Regions from separate parts of the Mus musculus genome. Here regions 2, 3, 4 and 5 are each linked to region 1. The links are chromatin contacts, called in public Hi-C and promoter capture Hi-C maps. All regions are on one chromosome and are shown on one strand. Each heading gives the region's core, a stretch centred on a gene start, on an enhancer-like site or on the middle of the called end of the contact. The rest is flanking DNA. Distances are from core to core; before and after follow the strand shown. Region 1 holds the start of Edar (ectodysplasin-A receptor). Region 2 overlaps Sh3rf3 (SH3 domain containing ring finger 3). Region 3 overlaps Sh3rf3 (SH3 domain containing ring finger 3). Region 4 overlaps Sh3rf3 (SH3 domain containing ring finger 3). Region 5 overlaps Septin10 (septin 10).

Region 1 (4,747 bases), core at 853-3,352:
CCCACAGCCTACCATGCATCTGCACGCAAGTGCTGAAAAGGGCAGCCCAGCCTGGGCTAAGTTATCTATATCAAGCATATGTTCTAAATTATACCACTTTCTCCACAGCACCGTTTGACCAACCATGGTCCACAGTCTTGACTCATGTCCTCATTTCCACATACGATGAAGATCTGTGGCTGTTTTTATGTCCATCTTCCAGAAAGTATTCAAAACAGAGAACAATGAATATTCCAAGCTTCTAAATGACTCAGATAAGCAATGACTTCTCTGGCTTCATTTTCTCAATGTGTTGAATTAATTTGTCCATACATTCTGATTTGGGTAAAAGGACCATGGAGACTTCACATTGATCATCTGTAGTGTGGCAAAGGCCAGCTCTGCTTTCTAGTTCTTATCATTTTGTGCATATTCTTCTCTCCCTCCACCTCTCCTGTCTTTTGGCAGCGGCAATGTTGTCTGTCTCACACTCTAAGTTTAAAGGCATTACTTAATGTCCAATAGAAAATAAAAGTAACAGCTAAAATTAAATCTATGTCCTCAGATACACCTCTCAAAATAACAAGTGCACTCCACAGGGAAGACTAGCTCAGTAGCTTGCATTGGATTCCCCGATGTGATAAACTTCCATTTATTACTAACTCACTGTAGGTTCAGCCTGGGGAACGTAGCTAACCAAGCCTGAACACTCAAGGGCGCCTGCACTGTCTGGATGAGTTGTCCACACTGGTCAGCAAGCTAAGAAAAGAGCATTGTGCTTTCCCACAGCAATAATCATTAAGTTCAGGATCCTCGGCCTAAGCCTGTACTCTGCCATCTGTCTCTCTACTGAGAGTCCTGCTTTCTCCAGTGTATCTAAGGCAGAGGGAACAGGACGGGAGCAGAGTATATAGAAGGCTCCACTCCTAGGCTGGCTTGCCAGCAATTGCCTTTAGTCCCAGCTCCTGGGAAGCAGAGGCAGGTAGGTCTATGCGAGTTAGAGACCAGCCTGGTCTACAAACCAAGTTCCAGGATCACTAAGGCTGTTACACAGAGAAACCCTGTTTCCAAAAAAACAAAGAGGTGGAGGAGGAGGCGGGAGATGAAGAAAAGAGGTAAGGAAGAGGAGGAGGAAGAAGAGAAGGAAGATGAGGAGAAAGAAGGAAGAAGGAGAAAGAGAAGGAAGGAGGAGGAAGAAGAAAGAAAATAAGGAGGAAGAGGAGGAGGAGAAGCAGAAGAAGGAGGAGGAAGAGAAGGAGGAGGAAGAGAACAACAACAACAACCTGTTGTTTCCACTCCTTACTGTGGCGGGGGACCATGAGGTTGAGGGAGAAAGGAATGAGGCTGTTACATTCTTTTAAGGCTGGGTGTTTTCCAGATAACTTATTTTTTGAAAGAGAATTGATCAATACCAAAAGGTTTGCATTTAACGTTTCCTTGCTATCAAATCACATGGGGTATATGAGGTTATCGGAGCATATATAGTTATCTGGAAATGTAAAGGATACATAGGGCTATCAAGAGTTCTGTGAGGTATGTGCACGTCTCTGGAGTGGTAGAGTCTGTATTTATATGAGGCACATACTGTAGTTACAAGAGTTAGATATGTTTATCTGAACTTGTCTGGAGCCTATATTGAGTTACCTGGAATGACATGGAGAGAAGATGTTGAGGAGAAAATGGTGACTCAAATCTGTGGTGAGCAGGAGAGAGATTGGAAATATGTACAAGTGTATTCCAGGCTGCATGAAGGAGCGTGAATGGATACAGCAGTATTCATCATACCTATAACCATCTTGTGGGGAAGGGGGCTGTGCTTAAGTTCTGATTAATGATAACTTAATGCAAATTTCATCTTTCATTATTCTTGTGCCCAAAGGCCCAACTTGCTTTGATAGAAGCAAGACCCCCACGCACTCCAAAAGGAAAAACCTCAATGCTTTTTACACATTCCAGCTTGTCCCTTAAGGGGCAGGAAGTCCTGTGGAGCCAGGTGCACTCAGCGGCAGAGCCTGAGGCTGTGCCCAGGCTCCTGCACTGCCGATGCCTGGCGCGGCCTCTAGGTGGCGCGGGTGGGTTTGAAGCGAGGGGCCTCCTCTCCGCTCGACTGTTTGTAAACTCGCAGTCCAGACCGGGAACAGTCAAGAGCGAGTTCCCGGGAGCCCTTCAAAATAGAAAGTTAGTTGCGCTGGCAGCAGAGGTGTGCCTGGCCGCTGTCACCCGGCTGGCCCCAGGATTGTGGAGCTCTGCTTTTGAGAGGACACCGACGGACGCCTGTGAAGCCTGCCCCCCATCCCTTACCTGCTCGCCTTCTCCGTAGACCCATCTTCTGCTGGGAAAAGCTAACCTCATTCGGGTACCAGGTAAACCTTGGTTCTTTCACTTCTGGTTTTCCGTATTCTTCAACTGTGGACGAAACCGAGGTGTCCTTGGCTAGGAAGGATCTCGGGTACATTTTTGAAATGCATGTCATTTTTGGGTTGCGTTTGGACAAGCGTTACTGATTACTTGTGTGTCTGTCTGTGCTACAAGTTCACAGGCTTGAGGTTGTTTCTTTGTTTTGAAGAAAATATCAGAAAACTCATTCCGCTGTTGAGTGCGCTTTGGTTAGAGTGCCAAACTGTGCGTCACAGACAGTACTTGTGCTACTAAAACACGTGTTGCCATCTGGGGAGAGGACCGGAGTTTCTCCAACTCGCTCACAGAAGAAGGCAAGAGGCACCTGGGACTTTAGTGGCATTCGTCACCTGCCTCTACCCAGAGTAGCTCATTGTCTTAAGAGGCCATTCAGGCAGGCTTCCAATCAAGTCTGAGACCCAATGCCATAGTCCTATGTTGTCGGAGAAGAGGAAGAGAGTGTGTTAGATAGGTCTTTGTGACACTTGAGGTTTTCATTTCTAGCCAAAGGTTCCTTTAGTGTTCCGAGGCATCTGGGGTAGAAGGGCCTCATGCAGAGAGTAGAGTTGGATTTTTCAGCCTTTGCGGTAAGAAACTCCTGCAAGGCAAAATGTGTGATCTCAGGGCAGATGGGGCAGCAGGTGAGGTCACTGCTGGAGTATCCACATCACCAGGGGACAGCTAAAGCAAGAGAGGTGACAAGGGCCAAAGACCTGGTCAGTCAGGTTGCTAGACAGTCAGTGGGAAACAGTCCCCCTTTTCAAGACTGAAATCATAGTTGAGAGAGAGAGAGAGGTGGTGGAGTGTGGCAGGGCCAACTTCTTCTTTACTTCTTCTGGGGCCCCTACCTTGCTGTTTTGAAGTGGCACCTGGGTACACCTTCAAATGCAGAGTGAAACTGAGGTTTGTTCAAAGTATCAAAGAGTCAAGAGGGCATAAAAGGACAGAGAAGTCCCGATGTACAACAGACATTCTAGGTCATGATCGCTTAAAACCTTTAAAGATATGTTTTGAGAGAGTGGCTTACGAGGACTTAACGTTAGGAAGTGTCCCAAGAGACCGCCCCCACATAAGCACCCTCCCTGGAGATGACAGCAGGATGAGGGGGGTCTCCTCTCAGCATTCATTCCTCTGTCCACTTATGATGCTGTTGTTGGAGGCTGTCCTAGGTTGCATTCTTTGGGAGGAAAAACTAAACAGAAACTTACTGAAGTAATATGCCTACTCTCTGCTCACTGTCTGTCTGTCCTCTCTGGTCACTGTCTGTCTGTCCTCTCTGGTCACTGTCTGTCTGTTCCGTTGTTTGGGGCTTGCTGTCATTGTCTCGTTTTGGTGTCTGCTGAAAAGATGTATAGAGGATCCCCCAGAGATTCTTTATAATGCTGTACAAATGATTGACAGTTGTACAATTCAATAGAAATTGTACTTCGAGTTTTGAATTTGAATCTTATCCCTGGCCGGTGATTCGCTTGTTTCTGGATGCTGGCCAGCAGCGGGGACCAGCTATAGTTCTCCAGAGTAGGTAGGGAAGGGTGACAGTTGACCGTCTGCAGTGTGCTGTGCTGCCCAGCCATGAAACTCAGCAGTTACATGAAGGAAGGGTGGGGAAGTGTTAAATAATAGTTTCTATTTTCTGTGAGTCTTTTGAGAGCCATTGTATTTGTGACGATCCGTCTGAGATCTCTTTACATCCAGCTCAGTGCTGCCACCGTGAGGCCACCCCATATTTGCTACCCACTGTCCGTAGGGGACAAACCCAGGCTGATTGTTTTAACTCTGGGGCATCTTCTAATGAAAGGTCCCTTAGGTCCCAAGGGGTCATACAGAAGGCAGGTCGCTCACATCCCTTTCTGGGACCATGAGAGTGTGTTCTGTGGTTTCTAAAGAATGGAATTTACTCTCAAGGAAAGGCCCGGGAACCCAGCTTCAAAGACTTAAGCAAATCTGAAAGTCAAATACGGGAGCTGTAAACAGGATGGCGTTTTGGCGGCCAGCCCCACTGCTTAAATGGCTCAGCCCTAGGCTGGCTTGGTTTTCCCTTACCTCCCCTGGCCTGCCCAGCAGCTTGGTGCATGTACAACCCTTAACAGCTCCGCTCTGGCCTCTGTTCCCTCAATTATCCTAGATGGCACCTGCCTCCCTGTGTGCTTTGATGCAGTTTTAGGTTTTGCATTAGCTAATTCCACTCACCAATAGCATCATTAATTAGCCCACATTAAACTCACTTAGCAATTAGGAAACAAAAGCGCCAGCCATTCACCTCCGTCACTCACCTACCAGGCAGTCCTTAAACTTGAACATTTTAGGCAAGGCTTTTATTTGATCTACAGGATCATTTTTTTTTCTTTTTTAATTAAGCAAAGAGTTCTGG
Region 2 (4,491 bases), core at 1,014-3,513, 430 kb before region 1:
ACTCCCGGTGGCTTAGGGCAATTCTCGGTTGGTACCAGACAGAGAAGAGTGATTAGTTTGCTCAGGCTATGGCACACAGTTGTTTGGTCAAATGCTTGTTGGGATGTTTCTGTGATGGTAATTTGTAGATGTGGCTAAAAATCAACTAATTTAAAAACAATAACCGACTTTTAATCTCCTTTAGAAAATGACTTCAAGTATGTGTCTTGAATACAGTGGCATTCAACGCAGTCGGTTCAAAGTCTAAAGAGCAATCTAGGCTTCCTGAGGATAAAATTGTTTTTCCCTCAAATTGCAACAACAAATCCTGCCCAGGTTTTTTTAGTTTGTTCGTCGGCCTGCCCGACGGATTTCAGCTCTGCTCCACAGATTCTGAACTTCGCAGTCTCCGTAATTACATGCACTAAGTCCTTAAAACAAACAAGTTAGTGGTATCTTATCTATCAATAGATGGGTTAGTGGTATCAGACTATCCATCCATCTCCTACTGGTTTGGTGTCTCTGAGATGGTTGACTGATAGAAACAATTAATTCTCTTTATAGTATTTGCATGAGCAGAAAAAGACATTTCCCTTTTAAACATATTGATGTCTAGAGGACTGGTTAAGTGATATTAAAGTGAGGGACAAGTCAGGGGTGTGGTTAGAAACACAGCCACTGCTGCCAACCATAAGAGACGTCCTAGAGCCGTGGCACTTCCATAAAGTCCACAGAAGACCTCTGACAACATCTGTCTATCAAAAAGCATGGCGAATGTCTTATGTTGTGGCCTGGAAACAGATTAGCTTTCTGTTGTGGATGAGCATAGTTTCAGTTTTATAGATAAAAGATTGTTGAAATTAAAAAGGTACTCCAAGGATCTTTTTACCATAGTCTGCATTTTCCTCTGAAATTTCTGAAGCTGAGAGGTATTGGGAGACTTGTTTGGGGTCAGAGGTCAAAGCTGACATGAGGACTCTGGACTCCCGAACCCTGTCACAGTTGGCTGGGCTCCAGTGTCAGGAGTCCAGAGTCCTCATGTCAGCTTTGACCATTTTAATGAGGTACCTAAAGGCCGTAAGGTTTAGCCAATAAACTCCCTGTTCCAGACACTCATCCCTGCAAGAGGACCTCAGGTCCACCCTGAGAAAGTGGAATACGGTTTTATTCATCATCACTCTCCATCATGACAATAAATGCCTTAAAACCATGGACTATCTCTTTTCATCGGGATTCCCTGTGGGGAGCAATGGAACAGGCCTTTGCCTAAAGAGCCGGCTGTCTAATCTCCCACAGAAGGCCTCTCAGTGCTCCCAGCCACAGCTTCTGCCAAGCCAAGCTGCCCACTGAGCAAGCCAAGGACTCTCTTCCCCCCACAGGACCCAGCTGGAGCTCTCCCCTCTTTCCCCTTCAACCCTGGGCTAGATCCAGCCTGTGGGCTCCCACTCTGTTCTCAGAGGTGCCTGGGTGTCCAAGAGTCTGAGAATCTGACATCCCTGGTCTCCATGCAGGTCCGGAGATCCCCCAAGCCAATTACGGCAGTCCCCAGGACCTCAGACTTCACTCCCCCAGCCCCAGAGTGGGGTCCCATGGCTTTCCATAGTCCTACACCTGCCCAGCACTGATGTGGGGTAAGCGCAGTCAAAACTTCCTGTGTCCCACCTCCACGAGCCCGAGTCCCGAGAGGATGCAGGACACCCTATTAACCCCACACTTATCTGCACCCTGATGCTGGTCTCTGGAATCTGATTCCATGGGCTCGTCATGTGACTCTGTTGCCTCTCCTCCCCTCCCCCCATCCTTGGTCCATGTCATGTGGCCAGTAGCTGCTTTAGCCCTACATTCTGGACCGAAGCCGTGGTGAGGAGCGACAGGCTAACAAAGGCTGGCTCAACAGGTACAGATGCCACCCAGTATTAGCTGGTAGCAGGCAGCACTACCTGTCCCACAAGTTACACAGGAGGTTTGGGGACAAGGAACTAGAAACGTTTACTAATACTGCCAGACTGCCCCTGGTTTGCTCTCAGTAGCTGGAAAGGCTGACGGATTGCATCTGAGGGAAAACTGTCTTCTGAGCGCAAAGGGCTGTCCCCCCCACCTCCGCCCTCTTCCTGCAGCCAGCCAGCAAGTCTCTGAACAAGTGCAGCAAGGCAGAAGGCAACAGATTAACAACTGAATTGATTTTCAAGCACACATGGGCACAAAACACAGCATCCATACTTGACTTCACAGGGTGGGTGCCACCCTGGTTTTATCAGCCTCTTTCTACCCAGCCCACACATTGATGGAGGCAGCAGAGAGTGTAACCCGTGGTGATGAGTTTGGACCAGTGCTGGGGTGTACCTAGGTTCTAGAGGGAGAGGGGTCTGAAAGTTCTTGGAAGCTGATGAGTGGATTTAAAAATTAGGGCTGGGGATGTCCCTCAAGGGGGCTGTCCTCACCTCAAACACGTGAGATACACAGGATGCTTAGGAAACCCTATAGAAACATCTTCAAACAGCCACAGAACGTGGGAAAACCAAGTTGCCTGCCAAACACAACTGACAGACAATCTTAGACATCCTAGCAGCAAGACTGGAGTGCCTTGAAACATTTTTTGGATAGTGCATTTGATAGAAGATGCACCTGACCTTTAAATTTTATATTAAGCTTAAAGCTACGGCTACTAGAACATTCTCCATTCACTTTGTGGCTTGTGTTTTGCACTGATTTGTAAGTGGAGTGTGACCCTGGCTACTCCTCCCCTTGCTCCTAGCCACCAGGGCCAGCCCATCGACTCCAATCTTCTATAAAATACAAGAATAGCTGAAAATGGTTTCCATACCCACTACCAGGCTGGTGTCCTCCTGTTTTTCTCTTTCAGTTTTTTTTTTTTTCCAAGAAAGAAGCCCTTCCCATATGGCTGAACAGGTTGCAAACTGTGCAAGAATCATGCGTCCAAGGGACAGGGTGTCGCTCGCTCGCACCACAGAGAGTTATTGCAGATCTGTTTGTTTTTCACCATCTCATTCTGGCACATGGCAGTTAGGAGTCTTGTTCTGACAAGATGGCTGTATTACAATGAGCTTCTAGCAGGAGGGACCACGGTAGTCTATGGATGAGCAAGATGCCACCTTCTGATTTTCATCAAAACTGCAGTGGCATGAAAATTGTTGGCCCTGGCAGAACCCTGAGGCTAGCCTCTGCTTCTACTCTACCTTCTTGTTCTGGCTGTTATCCATGTCAGAGGCCCTGCCACATGCAATATACAGAACATCAATGAGCACACTGAAACCTCACCTGTTCTCGGCACCATTGGCAAGTGTGTGAGAAGGACCCAGTAGCCAGCCAGCTCCAGGTTCAGGGTTAGCCCAGGATGGCCCACTAACCTTTTCGTTTTTCTTGTCATCTGGCTTGAAGCCCGTGTTGATGAGGCTGGGTGTGGACAGGCCGCTGATGGGTGTCCCTCCGACCTCCCCGCTCAGATTGGCTGCACTGACATTGGGGGGTGTGATGGCGGAGGCCGCTGATGTGAAGGGGATGGCTGGCCGGGGACACATCTGTGCCGGGGACTGCTGGCCATGCTGTGGGGACGCCACAGAGCGGGGTCTCAGGCCGGTGCTGGGCAGGCGGGATGGAGAAGTCTGAGTGCGCAGGGGTGACACGGTGGCAGTTGGCCGGTCCAGGGCCTGGGCAGAGGCATGGGTAGCTGGAGGGGTGGAAGGGAGAAAGGTTAGTGTACATGTGGCCATGCGATTTGCAGAGCATTCTCCTCTTGGGCTTGACTTCTGACCTTGGAGGGTTCTGAACACTCCATACTTGGCTGCCATCACAATGTGTGGCACTGCTGGTTTCAGAATTTGAGATACAGTGCAAACAGTATCCTCAGCCTCCAAATATGCCATGACTATAAAACACACTTGGACATCTTAACAGCATCTGCAGGTGGGAGGCCTCTCCACACCACACCCCAGGCCTTTGTCTGTGAGCTGGCCATTCCTCTGATGTCTGTTAGGTCCACTCAGTGACATGATGTCTTGAGGCTACAGCTGATCTTATGAAAACCAGGCAATATAGAAAAGGTCTTGTGCTACGCCCACTCCAGTGAAGTCTGCCTGTTGGGTCTAACAGCCTGAAGGCAGTCACGAGGCAAAGAGTTTCAAGAAAACTACGCCTCCTGGAACCTTGGCATTCTCATAACCCGTATACTCAAACCCTGTCCCCACGTTAGTCTGGTGTATGCGCTCTTTCAGTATTGTTTTATTATAAACAGATTATAAAAAGATTGATTTTTGACATAGGTAAGCCTCCACCAGTGTTCCAATGGCCCCTAGAAAATCCTTGAAGCTGCAGAGCTTGGAATTCAGTAAGAAGGTTACCTATTCAGTCACATTCAATTTCACTTCTAGTAGAGACAGTGAAACCAATTAGGCATTACAAAGAACAGAGCTAGAATAGCTCAGGGCTGGTCTGCAGAGTGATTACTTAGGACAGTAGCCGAGTCTCACCCAAACCAGGGAATGCCCAATAGCC
Region 3 (4,845 bases), core at 1,878-4,377, 270 kb before region 1:
AAGTCCACCTCTAGAGCCACTGGTGATTGACAGCTGTCAGGAAAGGGAGAGTTTGTTATCTTTAAGGGTGTGGACTCTAATGGGCTGACTGTGCTACAGTGAAAGTCACACATCCAAGAATATACAGGCAGCATAAATGTGTGTGTGTGTGTGTGTGTGTGTGTGTGTGTGTATGTGTGTGTGTGTGTGTGTGTGTGCGTGTGTGTGTGTGTGTGTGTGTGTTTAAAGAGGACACAAAGTTGGGTGTATAGGGAAGGAAGGAAGAAACAAGGAGGAGTAGGAAGGGAGGTGTATATGATACAAATACATTGTACAAAATTCTCAAAGAACTCATAGAAAGTGGGAAAATTCTAAACTGTTTTAAAACCATCATAGTGGTACATGCCTTGTTTTTTTAGATATTTATTTTATGTATATGAGAACACTATTGCTGTCTTCAGACACAGCAGAAGAGAGCATCAGATCCCATTACAGATGGTTGTGAGCCACCATGTGGTTGCTGGGAATTGAACTCAGGACCTATGGAAGAGTATTCAGTGCTCTTAACTGCTGAGCCATCTCACTAGCTTCCCTGCTTTAAAATCATAATGACACCTCATTTCCTATGATGCTACAGTGAAAAGTATAGATGATTACAAGTATGTGGAGGAATGTGGAAGTACTGGAACCCTTGCAGTTTGCTGGTGGGAATGGACATAGTAGAACTACTTGAAACAACAATCTGGCAATCCCTCTTCCCAAGGTCAAGGGGACAGCCAGATATCCAAGCAATGTGTCCCAGACTGAAACTCCTGTCCACAGAGTGTCTGTGTATGAGTATTCAAAACTGCACTGCTCACAAATCAAGAAAACAAGACCCTCTCAAACGTACATCAAAGGATGAATAGATAACAGAATGTTTACATCTAGTTACATGGCTGTGCTGTGATCTGCATATAGATATATGGATATGAGGGTGTTCCCCACATAGTCATATTGTAGGACTTTGGTTCCCAGGATAGCAATGTTGGCACGTGATAGGACCTTTAATGGTTGTACCTTAGTCACTGTTCTATTGCTATGAAGAGACTCCTCAAACAAGAAGACACTTTAAAAGGAAAGTATTTAATCGGGGGCTTGCTGGAAGTCTCAGAAGGCTAGGCCACGGACATCATAATGGAAAGAATACAGGCATGGTGCTGGAACAGTAGCTGAGAGCTTCGCATCCTGATCTACACACAGTAGGCAGAGATAGAAAGATAGATAGATAGATAGATAGATAGATAGATAGATAGATAGATAGATAGACAGACAGACAGACAGACTGGGCCTGCCATGAGCTTTCAAAACCTCAAAGCCCCCCTCAGTGACTTACCTTCTTCAACAAGGCCACACCTCCTGATCTTTCCCAAACAGTTCTACTAACTAGGGACCAACTATTCAAGTGCATAAGCCTATGGGGCTGTTCTTAGTCAAAGCACCACAAGTGGGATGCAAGGAGACACGGTTAGACCACTGCTAGCATCACCCTAGAAGAAATCAATGAAGTTCTCATGGGACTGAGCCATTCTCACAGAACTACAATCTGTCTCTTTACATCATCTCTTCCTACAGAATGCTCTCATGCCATATGTGACCTAGCCAGGGAGGTCCTAGCCAGAGCCAGTGCCATGTTCTTTGAATTTTCAGCCCAGAAAGCAATGAGCTAAATTTCCTTTATAAGTCACTCGAGCCTCTGAATCCGTTATAGTAACAAGCCATTAAAAGCAGGAAGCATTGGACTATGCCCCAGCCAAGCTATCCCTTGAAACGTAACCCTAGGTGAAAACTATCTCAGACGCAGAAGGCTATATGTTGCCTTATGAAATGTATATCAAGAATCCAAAGCAGCATCTGGGACCCAGAGAAAAGGAGTGACTTCTACTGACTAAGGAGTTTTGGGGCGATGATAAAAATGTTCTGGAATTGGTAGCAGAGATTGCACAACTCCATGCAAGATCTATTTTAAAAAGATAGGGAGAAAAAAACCTTAAAGGATAAAATTCAGCTCTTTGAAATGCTTTAGCACATCAAATATCAGTAATAACTACTGCCTATAAGATAGACTGACAAATAATAATCTCCACTCCTCTGCTAAGCCTCACAGGAGTGAGGAGCAAGGACACCAGCTTTTCATCTCCTCCAAGGACAGACTTCAGGAGCTCTGAGGATGCATGGTGAGCCAATTCACAGCACAGCCGCATCTGTGCCCAGGGGCCCCTGCAGCCAGTACAAAATTATGTTCAATTTTATAAAGTTTCCTGGAGGGATTACATTTTATGCACAGCGTCCCACCATCTCTTGCTGGAGACTACACACTACACATTACTAAGGAAGACTACCTTGGGGTGTCTGCTCTGCTATAGTAGCAGTAATAGATGTGTCTCTGAATCTACATCCACACACCATGGAGGAAATATGGAGGCCAAAGCCAGAGTCGCCTAGCTCTCTCCTCGGCCCAATGCTCTCCTTCCGGCTTCATAGATGCTTTGGCAGCCCCTCCACCAACCCCCAGCTCAGGATGTGAAAAGCGGGAGACTCCTGATGGTCCTGCTTCCTTCTACCACACCAGCATCCCCATGTTTCCTCGTGTGCCAGCCAAGGAGCCCAAGCTCAGCTGGTCACAACAGAAGCAGCACAGAGCTGCATGGTGTCCTGTCCATCTGTGCTCCCCACCACCCTGCCCCCAGACACTCAGACACCTAGGGGTTTAAAGACTTTGTGGGAGCTAGTTAAACCCTTTCACACAGACAGCTTCATAGCCCACTCACCTCCCCAGCGTGGTGCGTGTGCCTGTTTGCTCTCATTAAATCCCAATCTAGCTGGGGAAAACCATCTCTTGGCCTCCTGTTAACTCGACAAGATTTGTGCAATGGACTTTAATTGATAGCAATACAGCTGTGTGCCGTTGTCTAATGGGAGGAGATTGGCAGACGTCTGATTTCTGGGTTGCAGAAGGGTTCTTCCTTGAAGTCTCAGCTGCTGGAAACAAAGAATGTGCTGACGCTCTGCCCCTGGCTGAATGAGGAATCACTTACACAGGGTGGTGGCTTTTGTACCCCATGAATGAGCCCTTTTTAAAAGGTTAATTCTGCCCTGGGCCAGCTACTACAGATTTATTCATTCAGCAAATTCATTCTTGTAGTAGCTCTCAAAAATCAGTGCACACTATTATACAGCAGAGGGCCCATTTGCGAAATTACTTATAGACCTATTTAGAAATCCAAGCTTCCACAGACTGACAGTTTAATTGGCTGAGTGATGAGCAGCCCTGAGGGGAGGTGCACCCTCTCCTCAGCCCAGGTCCTGGACTCCCGCTTTCCCTTTCGTAGCTAAGGCTGCTCTGATACTTGGTGCATTTATGGTAGCAAACACAATGCTTTAGGTAGGAGGGAGAAGAGTGCCTATCTGGGAACCCTAGCATGCAAAAAAGACATGACAATCACCCGTGAGTTGATCACATATTTTTCCCTTCCACTACTGGCCCCCCACCCCTGCCACTTCTCTAGCCACTCCCAGGTATGCTCGCCCCAACTCCTTACTCTCGAACTGATAGCATCTTCTCTTCAATATTATTGTTACATACATATGAATGTGTGTGTGTGTGTGTGTGTGTGTGTGTGTGTGTATGTATATGCACATCATTATTAGGATAGACATATAGTACTTCACTTTGAAAGCAAAATTATCCTGAGCTTAAAATGTAGTGTTTACCAGGACTGATTTTTCTCAGAGCACAGATCTGCTGCAAAATAGCCCCACCCCTTTCACACAGCCTTACATTCTGGCCACCCCAGGTCTACATCACCGAGTCTACTCACCAGCATTTGCTCGGTTACTCTCCTCTCAACAAGCAACCCAGCCCTTTCTTGGCACATCTTGTCCAGCAAACAGTTAGAGAGGTAGGTTCTGTAAAAATCTCTCCTCAGTGTTCGCAGGGGCACCAGATCTAGTCTGCAACAAAGGGGTTTTCTCTTCACAAGGCTTCTAAATTGCCTTTGAAAAACTGAATCCTTTATTGATTGCTCTCATTCCTGGTAATCCACCTACTCACCAAACAGTGTGTGTTAACTTCTGTTTTCATAGAAACACCAACTATATTTCTCTCCTGTTGTTCAATGGAAACAAAGAGTAATCTAATCTTTAAAATACCATAAGTGGAAAATCAAAATTCAACACCCATATGTCCCAACTCAACTAATTTCCACTCAAATGCCTAATCCAGCATTTGCATTCGCAGTGAAGGAGGCGGTTCTGGTGTGAGGACGTAATCTCCAGGCCACATTTGCTTGGCCACTCACGATTAAAATGGCAGGGCAGGAAGCAGGTGATGCTGCTTGAGAATTGTCTAATTAAATGTTAATCTAAGGATATAGGATTTGAGTGCATACCTCAAAGAATATTAAGGACAACAGAACACAGCTGACGATACATCCATGTGCCTCCCATGTCCACATGTCCTTCCATGATCACTACTTGTCACTGACACACAACTCCCGTAAATATACATACATACATACACATACATGTATGTAAATTTATACATATATATTTATATATACATACACATACATATATATGCATTCATATTCTGATCTGAAAAAGCCCTATAAATGGGAGGGTTATAGTTCAAAAAGGTGAAACAGGGTAGAGACTTGAACCCAGATCACGTTATGAACCGCTCTGCAGCCCACATTCATGGAGCATCACGTCTAGTGAGTCTCACTTTCCTTCTGCAGAGTGTTTGTTTGTTTGACACTGCCTGCCACCATTTGCATTTCTGGGCTGACATCTTTTCAGAAAAGGCCTCCAAATGGAATCAAAGAT
Region 4 (4,849 bases), core at 1,641-4,140, 460 kb before region 1:
CGGCGGAGGAACTGGACGGTGCACCTCATTATCCCAGTAGGAGACAAAGACAAGAGGGTTCTGCTCCAGTGCCCCACAGGACCCCACTGGACACCTTGGGAGGCTCACAGCCCTTCTATGAGGCTCCTGAACCATGAATGCCCTGGCGGTGAGGCCTGGTGGTAGGTGACAGAGGTATATAGAGGAATGGTACCCAGGGCAGGCAGGGAAGATGCTCTTCTTGCTGTCAGCCCTAGCACATGGCCCAACTCTATACCCTCCCGGGCTCCCAACCTTACACAATAACGCTTTAGCCGCTGGGTGACAGAGCAGCGCCTTTGTCCATGTGGGTAACATTTTCTGTGCTACTGCTCACTCAGACTCATGGCGTGGTCTTGCAGGACACTCACATGTGCTTCCAGTAGGATGTCACATGAGGATATGGCCTATCTTCACAAACACGCCATGGCCCATGTGTGCTTCCAATAAGGACTTCACGTGAATCATCGGCTTGTTTCTGGCCGGTGCTTTAGAAAGAACCTCGCTCGGACTTTGGTGATAAGGCGGGCATCCTCTGCTCTCTCCAGGACAACAGAAGCTAGCCATGAGCAGTGGTCCTCAGAAGCTCTCCACAAAGCTGCCTGGGAAGAGACCTGTGCGGCCATTCCGCTGCAGTGTCCCCTTGAACCAGCCGTCTTCATGCTTCTTGTGCACGAAGACGATATCACCTTCCTTTAGCTCGATCTCCGCTTCACTCTGTGGAGGGTAGGAGACCACCACACGGTACCTGGGAGGGCAGAAGAAACTGTGTGAGCAGAGGGGTGGGCTTTCCCTCTAATCCCCCGTAGCCCACAGTGAGCTCCCTATCCCCTCCGCCCCTCCAGTAAGTTCTTACAGTGTGCCATTACATTTTATGGTCTGTAAAATTATTTGTAAAATTTCCCAAAGCTCTTTACCTTGTCATCTAACCTCCCTTTGAACAGTTGTTGGTCATGGAGGTATTCAGGGGCCTAGAATAATATAGGCCACTGCCACTGTCACTGTCTGGCATCAGAGCCAGGCCATGGAACTGTAGCTCTAAAGACATCACAGGCTCCAATTGTGGAACATAGGGAAACCAAACTGAAGTAGGTAAGGAAGTTTCTTCCCCATTGGCTAGTCCTCCATATTGCGAGGCGCTGCGCCATGCAGGATGCTGCAGGGAGAATGGTAGTCAACAGCCTGACTCACTACACTACCAACTGGGCAAGCCAAATGTGTCAACTGGTACAGCAGTGGCAAACCTACCAGCCAGTGGCTGGAGAAGTCATGGGTCCTGGTGAGGAAACTACAGTCACTGTTTTGTGAACATGACAGACATGACACATCAATCAAATTGCCTTCTAAATAACTACAGAATTATGATCATTCCCATAGAGTAATCTCTTGTCAGCTTGGGTCCAAGAGACATTCCCTCCAGTGGGCAGTGGTAATTGCAGAGACTTGTACTTGGTCACAGGGCTTAGAATAGGTAACTGTTGAGTGCTTAGCCGTCTATCTTCCTACCTACCTACCTACCTACCTACCTACCTACCTACCTACCTACCTATCTACCTACCTACCTACCTACCTACCTAGAGGACACAGCTGTAGCTTCACACATGTATATCTTGGTCCTCTCTTTCTCTCACTGACATCTTTTCTCTTCCCAAGTCCCTTTCATGTCCTTTCTGTGCATGGCCCACTGAGATTCAATAGAAGTGGACTGTGGCACTCTGGAGCTTGCAGCAGCTAAGATGCCTGCATAGGAGCTGGACCACTGGGTCCATCAGCATCCTGTCGTGCAGTGGGTACCCACAAGGACCCATCTGTTCCTAAGGACTGATAGCCAGTTAGTGGTTGCCGGGACAGGGAGAGATGCTTTCTTCATGGTGTGGTCTCTAGTAAAGTACCAATGCTCCTTCAAATAACCCTTCAGCCACGTCCTTGTAAGCAAGAGGATGAAAGGTATTGGATCACAGAGTATGAAAGTAGAGGGACTAGCTGGGGCGAGCAAGGGGGTCAGTGAGAGGAGAGGACAAAACTGTAATGGGGTGACTGTCAATATACACATGTGTGCAGTCACAATGAGGCCTTCTACAAACGATTAATGTAGGCCATTTTAAAATTGGTGTCCTTTTACACACAACTATAAGGCACACTGTCCTTTTAGTAGCTAGATCTCCACATAGCCCCTCCATTTCTCATTTTCCATCCTCTTGTGCTGGTCTCATATCTGTCTGGAGGTCTGTCGTACCTAGTGAATGCATGGCTGCATCCAGTCAGCCATGGCCTCTGAGGACCAGGGGCTGCTTCAATCCTGGGACATGGGCTTGGCCCTTGGCTTGTTCCTTTTTGGCTCTGTGACCTGTGTCATAGCCTGTCCACATGCCAGGTCTGGTGTCTACTCCTCAACTCTTGTCAGGACTGTGCTCTGTACTCTCAGCTGCTGGCCCCCAGAATATCTGGGTAGCTTTGTATGGCATGCGGCTGACACCTTTACCCTAGAGCAGGTGGCAGGTGTTTGTACAACAAAGTTGAAAAGCTAAGACTCCCTAGGTTACTCTTTTTGTTGTTCCCTGGTTTTTCTAAGCTGGAATATGCAAAGTTGGGAGCTTTGGTCTCCTCAGCATCATTCGGCACAGCTAGATGATAGGGGGAGGGTGGTCTTCTTCGGGAGCCATCTGTGTGGCTGTGGGCAGTAGGCTGGGGACAGCTCAAAGAGGAGGAAAGGCAAAGGAATATTTTATCCTTACACCCACCATCTAGCTGGTGGGCCAGGGCCATGTTCAGCATGGCCACAGTCGGAGGGGCTGCAGTATTGGCCTCTTCATTGTACTGTACACGAGAACTCCTGGGGGAAAATAAGCTGTGTGCACAAAGGCTAGCTGATTAAAGCTTCAGTCAGTGCCTTTGGAATGTTTAGGCTCGGAGCCTAATTATAGTTTCTCTTGGGCTATCTTTAGCCCAACTAAAAAGACTCTTGTCGCCCACCTCCGTGTAAGACCTGTTCTGATAAACAATAAAAATCTTTAAAAATGTATTAATAGAACCCCATTCCTTATCAACCAAAGGGCTAAAAACGCTGTAAGGGATCATCTGAGGCCTGCAGCCCAGATTTCTCTGCCTGGCTGCAAATGGCCCCTCTGATGTTTCTGCCAATGTATTTTTAAAAATGCCTTGATTTATGGTTTTCTTTCTTTCTTTTCTGTTATAAAAACTTCATGAAGCTGCTTCCACATTGGAACATAGTATTTTGGGAGACCTAAATCTGTGTTCCTGGGCCATGGACACACAACTTTGGCTCCATAATCACCCATTTGTGTTTGTGTGTCAGTACTGCTGCTGTCCAGGTTGGGAACGTCAGGGAATGTGATGTGAGGACTTCGGAGTCCTAGCACAGGTCTGGGCTGTCAGAGGCTTTTCCATCCCCAGAAGGATTTCCTTCAGAAAGAGTCCTGCACTGTGAACGTTAGGAGGGCTAGGCAAGGAGCCTAATTTTTTTTTTAAGTCCAAGACTCAGAGGGTCTCTGCAAGTACAAGAAGAGCTGGTCCAAACTCAGAAGCTGCAAAACGAGCGCCTGGCACAGGTCTGAGGGCCTGGAATCCGTCTCAGCTGCAGTTGTCCTAGCCTAGGGAGCTGGACCACACATCTTCAGTTCCTATCCAGGTATCACAGGGTCTCACAGCCACTCTCTCTCTACCGTTGTCCAGATGGAGACGTTGATCCCTTTAGGGGACTGTGCCAACTTGCCCCACAGTAGAATTGCCTGAGTAGAAAGCCTCAGTTGAAGAGCTGTCCTGATTGCCATGGATGCCGTGAGAAGGCCTGTCCACCCCAACCCTGGGCAGGGCTTTCAAGCAGCAGCCCAGATAAGAAGTGTCTCTGAGTGCTAGAGAGATGGCTCAGCAGTTAAGAGCACTGACTGCTCTTCCAGAGGTCCTGAGTTCAATTCCCAGCAACCGCATGGTGGCTCACAACCATCTGTAACGAGATCTGACGCCCTCTTCTGGTGTGTCTGAAGACAGTGACAGTGTACTCACATACATAAAATAAATAAATCTTAAAAAAAAAAGTGCATCTGAGAAGGAAACGCAGCTCATCCTTGGCTTGCTTGGCCTTTCCCCTTGTGCTGCTTTGATCTGCCCTGCTGCTGCTGAGTTCTTTGCTGATGAGAACGTGTGTGCATGTGCGCGCTTGCACACACACGTGTGTAAATGAGCTTAGACTCTCTGGTCATAAAGCTCTCACGGTTGAGCCTCTCCGCCAGCTGCTAGCCAGCTGTGGAATCATGAACAAGTTTCTTAGGCTTTTACAGAACATCAGTCACTTCATTAGGAAATAGGGACGCTGGACTAGGAAGGTTGAGAGGAGTCCAGTGGAGAATGCACACAACGTACTAGGAAATGCAGGCATGTATAAGCTACGTGCAGAGCTGAGTCCCTGGCATCCGCGACATTTCCCATCTGGCCTTCAACAGGAAGCCTGTGTGACTCCTGATCTAAACAGAGCCTTGTCTACCCGCTGCCTGGCACCGGGAGGTGTGGTCTCTGCGGTTAGCTGCTGTGTTCTCGGGCTCAGGTAACAAGTTACTGAGCAGTGGAGGACTAACAGAAATGCTGTCGTTGCTCTCTCAGGAATGTGTTTTTATTATTTAAGCAGTGTTCTAACTAGTAGAGACAGGGCAAAGTGGCACCTAGCACATCCCCTTAAGGCCTTCCAGGCTTTAGTTGCAAACTCAAGCATACCGATCCACTCACTAAGATAGATGCCCTACTACTTGGAAAGCTTGGACAGTCTATTAGCCCTTAGCCTGTGTCCCCAGCAGGTCTCATCTCTGCGGCTCAGTTT
Region 5 (4,360 bases), core at 1,164-3,663, 490 kb before region 1:
TTTTGGGGATTCTGGGTCAGGTCAACTGGGACCAGGTGTGAGCTTATGAGGGCTCTTCTCATTGAAACCATCACAAGGTTCTTGATATAAACTGATGCTTGCTATCCAGTACTTTATTAGTATGACTTTCAAACCTTTCTTTTCTTCTTCTTCTTCTTTTTCTTTTTTTTTTTTCTATGTGCAATCTTTATTTGGAAAATAGGGTTGCTTTTTAATTTTTTGGTTGATATTCTTGGTAATTTTCTTCTGTACTTTTGTGTCCCTTATTTTTAATGAGTGTGAATTTGAGAATCTTTATTAAATAGGTTTTATAGAAAAAAAAAGAGGCAAGAATATAAAAATATTTAGTAGACAGTCAAAAGTTTTGTTCCTGAGTCTATGGCCTTTATGTATTGGCTCAATCACATAAAGTGATTAACTTTAAAATGAAAGTTTCCAAGGCAGTTCCAGGCTTTTCCAGGAAGCATGGCCAGTAGCATAAATGAGTTGGGTGGGGGTGAGAGTGTTGTTTGGCTGAGATGGAAATGACTCCCGTGTGAGTGCTGCCACATAGTGTCAGTTATGGGAACTGTTTGTTTGCTTCACAGCTTCAGGCCAAATTTGAGCACCTCAAAAGAATTCATCAGGAAGAGAGAATGAAACTTGAAGAAAAGAGAAGAATGTTGGAGGAAGAATCGGTTGCTTTTGCTAAGAAGAAAGCTACCTGTGAGCTGTTCCCGAACCAGTCATTTTTGGCGTCAGGTAGCAGCATTAGGAAGGACAAAGACCGAAAGAAGTAAGAGTCCTGCTACCCTGTCCCGGTCCCTGCCCCTCACCATCTGTCTCCTTGCCCTGCTTGCTCTTCTTTACTTGCTTCCGCACTGTCTGCTCCTGCTACCAACACTACCAAGACTCCGCCCTGGTCACCACTGTCCTCGCAGCAGCTAGAGTAGCACCTGCCGTGTCTTAGGGCTTCAGTATTTACCAGAATCAAGAGAAGCACACGAATAGCAAGCCTCACAGCACATAAGGGTTAGGTGGGGCAGGTGGGTGGAGTCGCTACCGTTACTTCACAGTCCTGCCGTTACTGCTCAGTAGCACCATGAGTTATTTTATATTTATGTCTCCATGGAAACTGCATACTGATGGAGAATCAGAGTTAAGTACCTTATTGATGAAACTTTAATTCTTGGGCTCATTTAAACGTATTTCTACTAATCATTGATTTTGTGAGAATTTGTTATTTTAACACGGGAATCAGGTATCAGCTGGATCTCCTGTGCTTTGAAGTCAGAGCTGGTGAGAGAATGATGGATGTGAGGAATGAGAGGAAGGTAGAATGAGAGGGCCACAGTAGGGTCAGGGGGTGAGTAGCAGATGATCTCCAGCTCATAGCTTTGAGATATGTGTTAAAGCCACAAGCTTTTGAAAGTAAGTTTACTTTCTTATTTGATAATTTCATTCAGTGTTTGTGCCCTTTGTTTTATTCCTCCTATTTTAAAATATCCCTTGTCCACTTTACTGTTTTTACTTCACGAAGCCTGCCATGCCTTGTTCTGTTGGGAGGCCTTGTGTCATAGGAGGCTGAGCTCTGCTGTGGTCCTCACAGAACAAGCTCCTGCTTCAGGGAACTCAGTGCCTACATCTTGTGTAATTATTTGGTGAAAGAATGAATGTATAATAGATGTATTTTGATTGAAGTTTTGGATTTCAAGATGCAAATTATAAATAGAATTTATTACTAGTTTTACTGTGCTTTGGATTAAAAAGATGAGCTTTTCAGTTTGTTTCTTCAGTGTAGTCTAGTATAACAAGATAAGATTCCCCCACTTTCCCATATATATCTCCCCATCACAGTTGTCATCGGGCTCTCCTTGAGAGCCTTGCTATTGTTTACGCTGTTAGACAAACTGGACATTTTTCTCCTTTCTCCCCTTGTATGCTCGTACTTGGGATTGGGCCTCCAGCGTCCTGTAGGGCAGACAGCATTCTTACTGCTGAGTTGTAGCCCACGCCTTTTTTTTTTTTTTTTTGACATGGAATCATGTATTCTAGGGCAGCTAGAGTCCATACATTTATTATGCTAAAGGGTCTAACCCAGAGCTTTATTCGTGCTTTGCCAGCTGAGCAACATCTCACCCCCAGCCCAAGCACAAAGATCTTTAAGAGCGCAGGACTCATCCTCAAGACAATGTGGCTTGATAATTGTTTTTCTTTTTCAAACTCCCATAGCTAAATATCCTGTATGTGCTGTCTATTTGCTCTTTGTATAAAAGCTTTGTGAAAGTAATGCTTTTGATAATTTTTGCTTCCAATTTTTTTATTGTTCCATTTAAAGGATTTTTTTCTTTCCAGCTCCAATTTTATGTAACACAAGAGTTCCAGAGCACAGATGGCCATCACAGTCAAAGCTGTTTGTATGCATTGAGCTCTTGCTCCTTTTGCCTTATCAGTAACTCAGTTATTATCTAGCAAAGGGCTAAAGCTATTCACATTTGTAGAAAAATATTTTCACGTATAAGGCTGATCTGTCAGCCAAGGTGCATATTTCTCACACATATACTGTCATTAGGAATCTGTAAGTTCCTATCTTGCTGTGGATCTTGGTCACTTTCCTGCTGCCGGATGTTATTTTACTGACTGTTACTCTAAGTAGCAAAGGTTCATCGCTATTGAGACACTACAGAACTCCTTCATATTATGCATAGCTGATTGCCATTTTATTCTAGCATGAACCTTTTTTTTTTTTTTTTTTTGCTGTATACTAAACAGAAAACACTGGAGGCATGTATGTTGGACTGTATTACAGAGTTAAAGCTAACTTTAAACTATGTAACCTTTTATGACTCAATGTGCCTTATTGTGTATTGCTGTGATATAGCAAAATATGCTTAGAAATTAAAACATACATTTGAAGCTTGGTTATGATATTATTTTTCTTATAATATCATATGTATTTTTTTAAAATTTGCCTTTCAGGGACTAAAAAAATTGAAAAAAAATAAAGTTGAAAATTTTATTAGACCATCTGAATTTGTATTTCAGGAGGTATTTGCATTCAGTGCCTTAATAGTCCTAGAGCATTTTAATGTTTTATCTTTTCTAATGGTTATAGGTATATATGTTTTCATTCTTTTGTATTTGAATATTCTGTATTCTAAATAAAATTGATAATCTTGACCAATCTATGTATTTCCTAAAATGTGTTGAAATTGCTTCAGTTTTTGTTTTTCATTGTCACATAATTTATCCTTTGATGCAGTAGAAAGTGGTGTGTCATGACTTTTCTACAATGTGTGATGATCAAATCAGGGTTAATTGGCACAGTTGCCAACTAACTAGCCCTTTGTATTGAGAACATTCAGAGTCATCTCTACTATTAAAATGGATTTTTTAATCAGGCATAGTTACTACACTGTGTTGTAGAATATTAGAAAATTTTCATCCCTGCACCTATACTTGGCTTCCCCACCTCCCCTATATCCTTCCCAGCCTCTACTGTTACTGTTCTTTCCTTACTCTTCTGAGACTCGGGTTTTCTTCAGATCCCACGTGTGGAGTGTGTCTTTCTGTGTTTGCCCCTCCTTGGCCACGCAGATGATAAGCTTTCTGTCTGAGGACTGAACAGCACTGTGTTATGTGTGTACCTGCACTGCTTAGTCCCTTCTGTTCATCCTGAACAGGCTGCTCGGCTACTTCCATAGCTAGAGTGCTGGAAATAGTGCTGCATGAAACAAGGGACTGCACATGTCTCTTTGATGATGTACTGAGTTCATTTCTACTGGCTGTAGTCCTAGTAGTAGAACTACCAGATTATAATATAATTCTGTATCTATTATGTTTTAGGAAATTGTTTCCATAATGGTAATACTCATTTGTATTTTCAGCAATAGTATATGAAAGTTACTTTCTGTACATCCTCACTAACATTTGTTATTCTTTATTAATTATTATTATTGTTATTATTATTGTTGTTGTAAACTACCTTACTAGCATTTTTTTTAATGATCACTGTTCTAACTAGAGTGAGATCTTGTGATTGTGAGACAATTTTTATATGCTTACTGGTCATTATATTGCTTTTGAGGTCTGTGTATTTGTTTTGTTTGCTCATCTTATCATTGGATATTTATTTATTTAGGCCTCTGGTAAATAGTCCATTTTCGAATGATCAGAACGCTGTCTCTGTTGAATAGATCCCTTACATCTGCTTCCTGTGCTCTGCTGAGCATTTGAGTTTGGTACAATCCCATTTGTTCTTTTGTTGCCTGCACTTTTGGCATCTTATCTAAGCTGTCTTTGCTTGCCCTGAATTGAGTCCCATATAACTTCTTCAAGTGGTTTCTTAAGTTTCAGGTTAAGTCTTTTTCCATTTTTTGAG

The links. Promoter capture Hi-C pulls out the DNA fragments that hold promoters and counts their contacts. A called contact is a pair of places that touch in the nucleus more often than the background predicts.
Region 2: a contact with region 1 is called in a promoter capture Hi-C map of hippocampal neurons, with 4 times the contacts expected there. The contact joins the enhancer-like site here to the promoter of Edar in region 1. A contact is called at or near these places in 5 of 39 promoter capture datasets (the 3T3-L1 cell line, embryonic stem cells, hippocampal neurons and 1 more), 1 of 484 Hi-C or Micro-C datasets (embryonic stem cells) and 2 of 115 datasets of contacts at active chromatin or transcription factors (astrocytes and forebrain).
Region 3: a Hi-C map of cortical neurons shows a contact between it and region 1, with 2.3 times the contacts expected there. The contact joins the enhancer-like site here to the promoter of Edar in region 1. A contact is called at or near these places in 3 of 39 promoter capture datasets (the 3T3-L1 cell line and embryonic stem cells) and 1 of 484 Hi-C or Micro-C datasets (cortical neurons).
Region 4: a Hi-C map of forebrain shows a contact between it and region 1, with 2.8 times the contacts expected there. The contact joins the enhancer-like site here to the promoter of Edar in region 1. A contact is called at or near these places in 9 of 39 promoter capture datasets (the 3T3-L1 cell line, cranial neural crest, embryonic stem cells and 4 more), 2 of 15 datasets of contacts at CTCF or cohesin (the NIH/3T3 cell line and pro-B cells), 15 of 484 Hi-C or Micro-C datasets (the STO cell line, adipose-derived mesenchymal stem cells, cerebellar granule neurons and 10 more) and 1 of 9 other capture datasets (embryonic stem cells).
Region 5: a contact with region 1 is called in a promoter capture Hi-C map of hippocampal neurons, with 5 times the contacts expected there. The contact joins the enhancer-like site here to the promoter of Edar in region 1. A contact is called at or near these places in 7 of 39 promoter capture datasets (the 3T3-L1 cell line, cranial neural crest, embryonic stem cells and 2 more), 1 of 15 datasets of contacts at CTCF or cohesin (the NIH/3T3 cell line), 11 of 484 Hi-C or Micro-C datasets (cardiomyocytes, cortical neurons, embryonic fibroblasts and 6 more) and 1 of 115 datasets of contacts at active chromatin or transcription factors (astrocytes).

What each region holds. Positions count from the first base shown.
Region 1 is chr10:58,673,051-58,677,797 of GRCm38.p6, reverse strand. Edar (ectodysplasin-A receptor) reads left to right here and starts at 2,102. Exons shown (of 12, transcript NM_010100.3): 1 at 2,102-2,342. It overlaps Gm36158 (a long non-coding RNA gene), which reads left to right. Exons shown (of 3, transcript XR_380458.1): 3 at 109-417.
Region 2 is chr10:59,103,348-59,107,838 of GRCm38.p6, reverse strand. It overlaps Sh3rf3 (SH3 domain containing ring finger 3), which reads right to left. Exons shown (of 10, transcript NM_172788.3): 8 at 3,348-3,667. Among named protein-coding and RNA genes, the nearest start is that of Gm23223, 90 kb to the left of the region's middle. Within about 2 kb of position 2,263, at least 13 of the 459 cell types and tissues checked have an H3K27ac peak or open chromatin away from gene starts, as enhancers often do. A contact at or near this core is called in forebrain and hippocampal neurons, where this site is marked.
Region 3 is chr10:58,948,288-58,953,132 of GRCm38.p6, reverse strand. The region is part of intron 1 of Sh3rf3 (SH3 domain containing ring finger 3); the gene reads right to left. Among named protein-coding and RNA genes, the nearest start is that of Sh3rf3, 140 kb to the right of the region's middle. Within about 2 kb of position 3,127, at least 46 of the 459 cell types and tissues checked have an H3K27ac peak or open chromatin away from gene starts, as enhancers often do. A contact at or near this core is called in cortical neurons, where this site is marked.
Region 4 is chr10:59,131,737-59,136,585 of GRCm38.p6, reverse strand. It overlaps Sh3rf3 (SH3 domain containing ring finger 3), which reads right to left. Exons shown (of 10, transcript NM_172788.3): 10 at 1-766. The coding sequence ends at 598. Among named protein-coding and RNA genes, the nearest start is that of Gm23223, 62 kb to the left of the region's middle. Within about 2 kb of position 2,890, at least 39 of the 459 cell types and tissues checked have an H3K27ac peak or open chromatin away from gene starts, as enhancers often do. A contact at or near this core is called in cerebral cortex and forebrain, where this site is marked.
Region 5 is chr10:59,162,919-59,167,278 of GRCm38.p6, reverse strand. It overlaps Septin10 (septin 10), which reads left to right. Exons shown (of 10, transcript NM_001024911.3): 9 at 588-775; 10 at 2,335-3,163. The coding sequence ends at 2,350. Among named protein-coding and RNA genes, the nearest start is that of Gm23223, 31 kb to the left of the region's middle. Within about 2 kb of position 2,413, at least 1 of the 459 cell types and tissues checked has an H3K27ac peak or open chromatin away from gene starts, as enhancers often do. A contact at or near this core is called in hippocampal neurons, where this site is marked.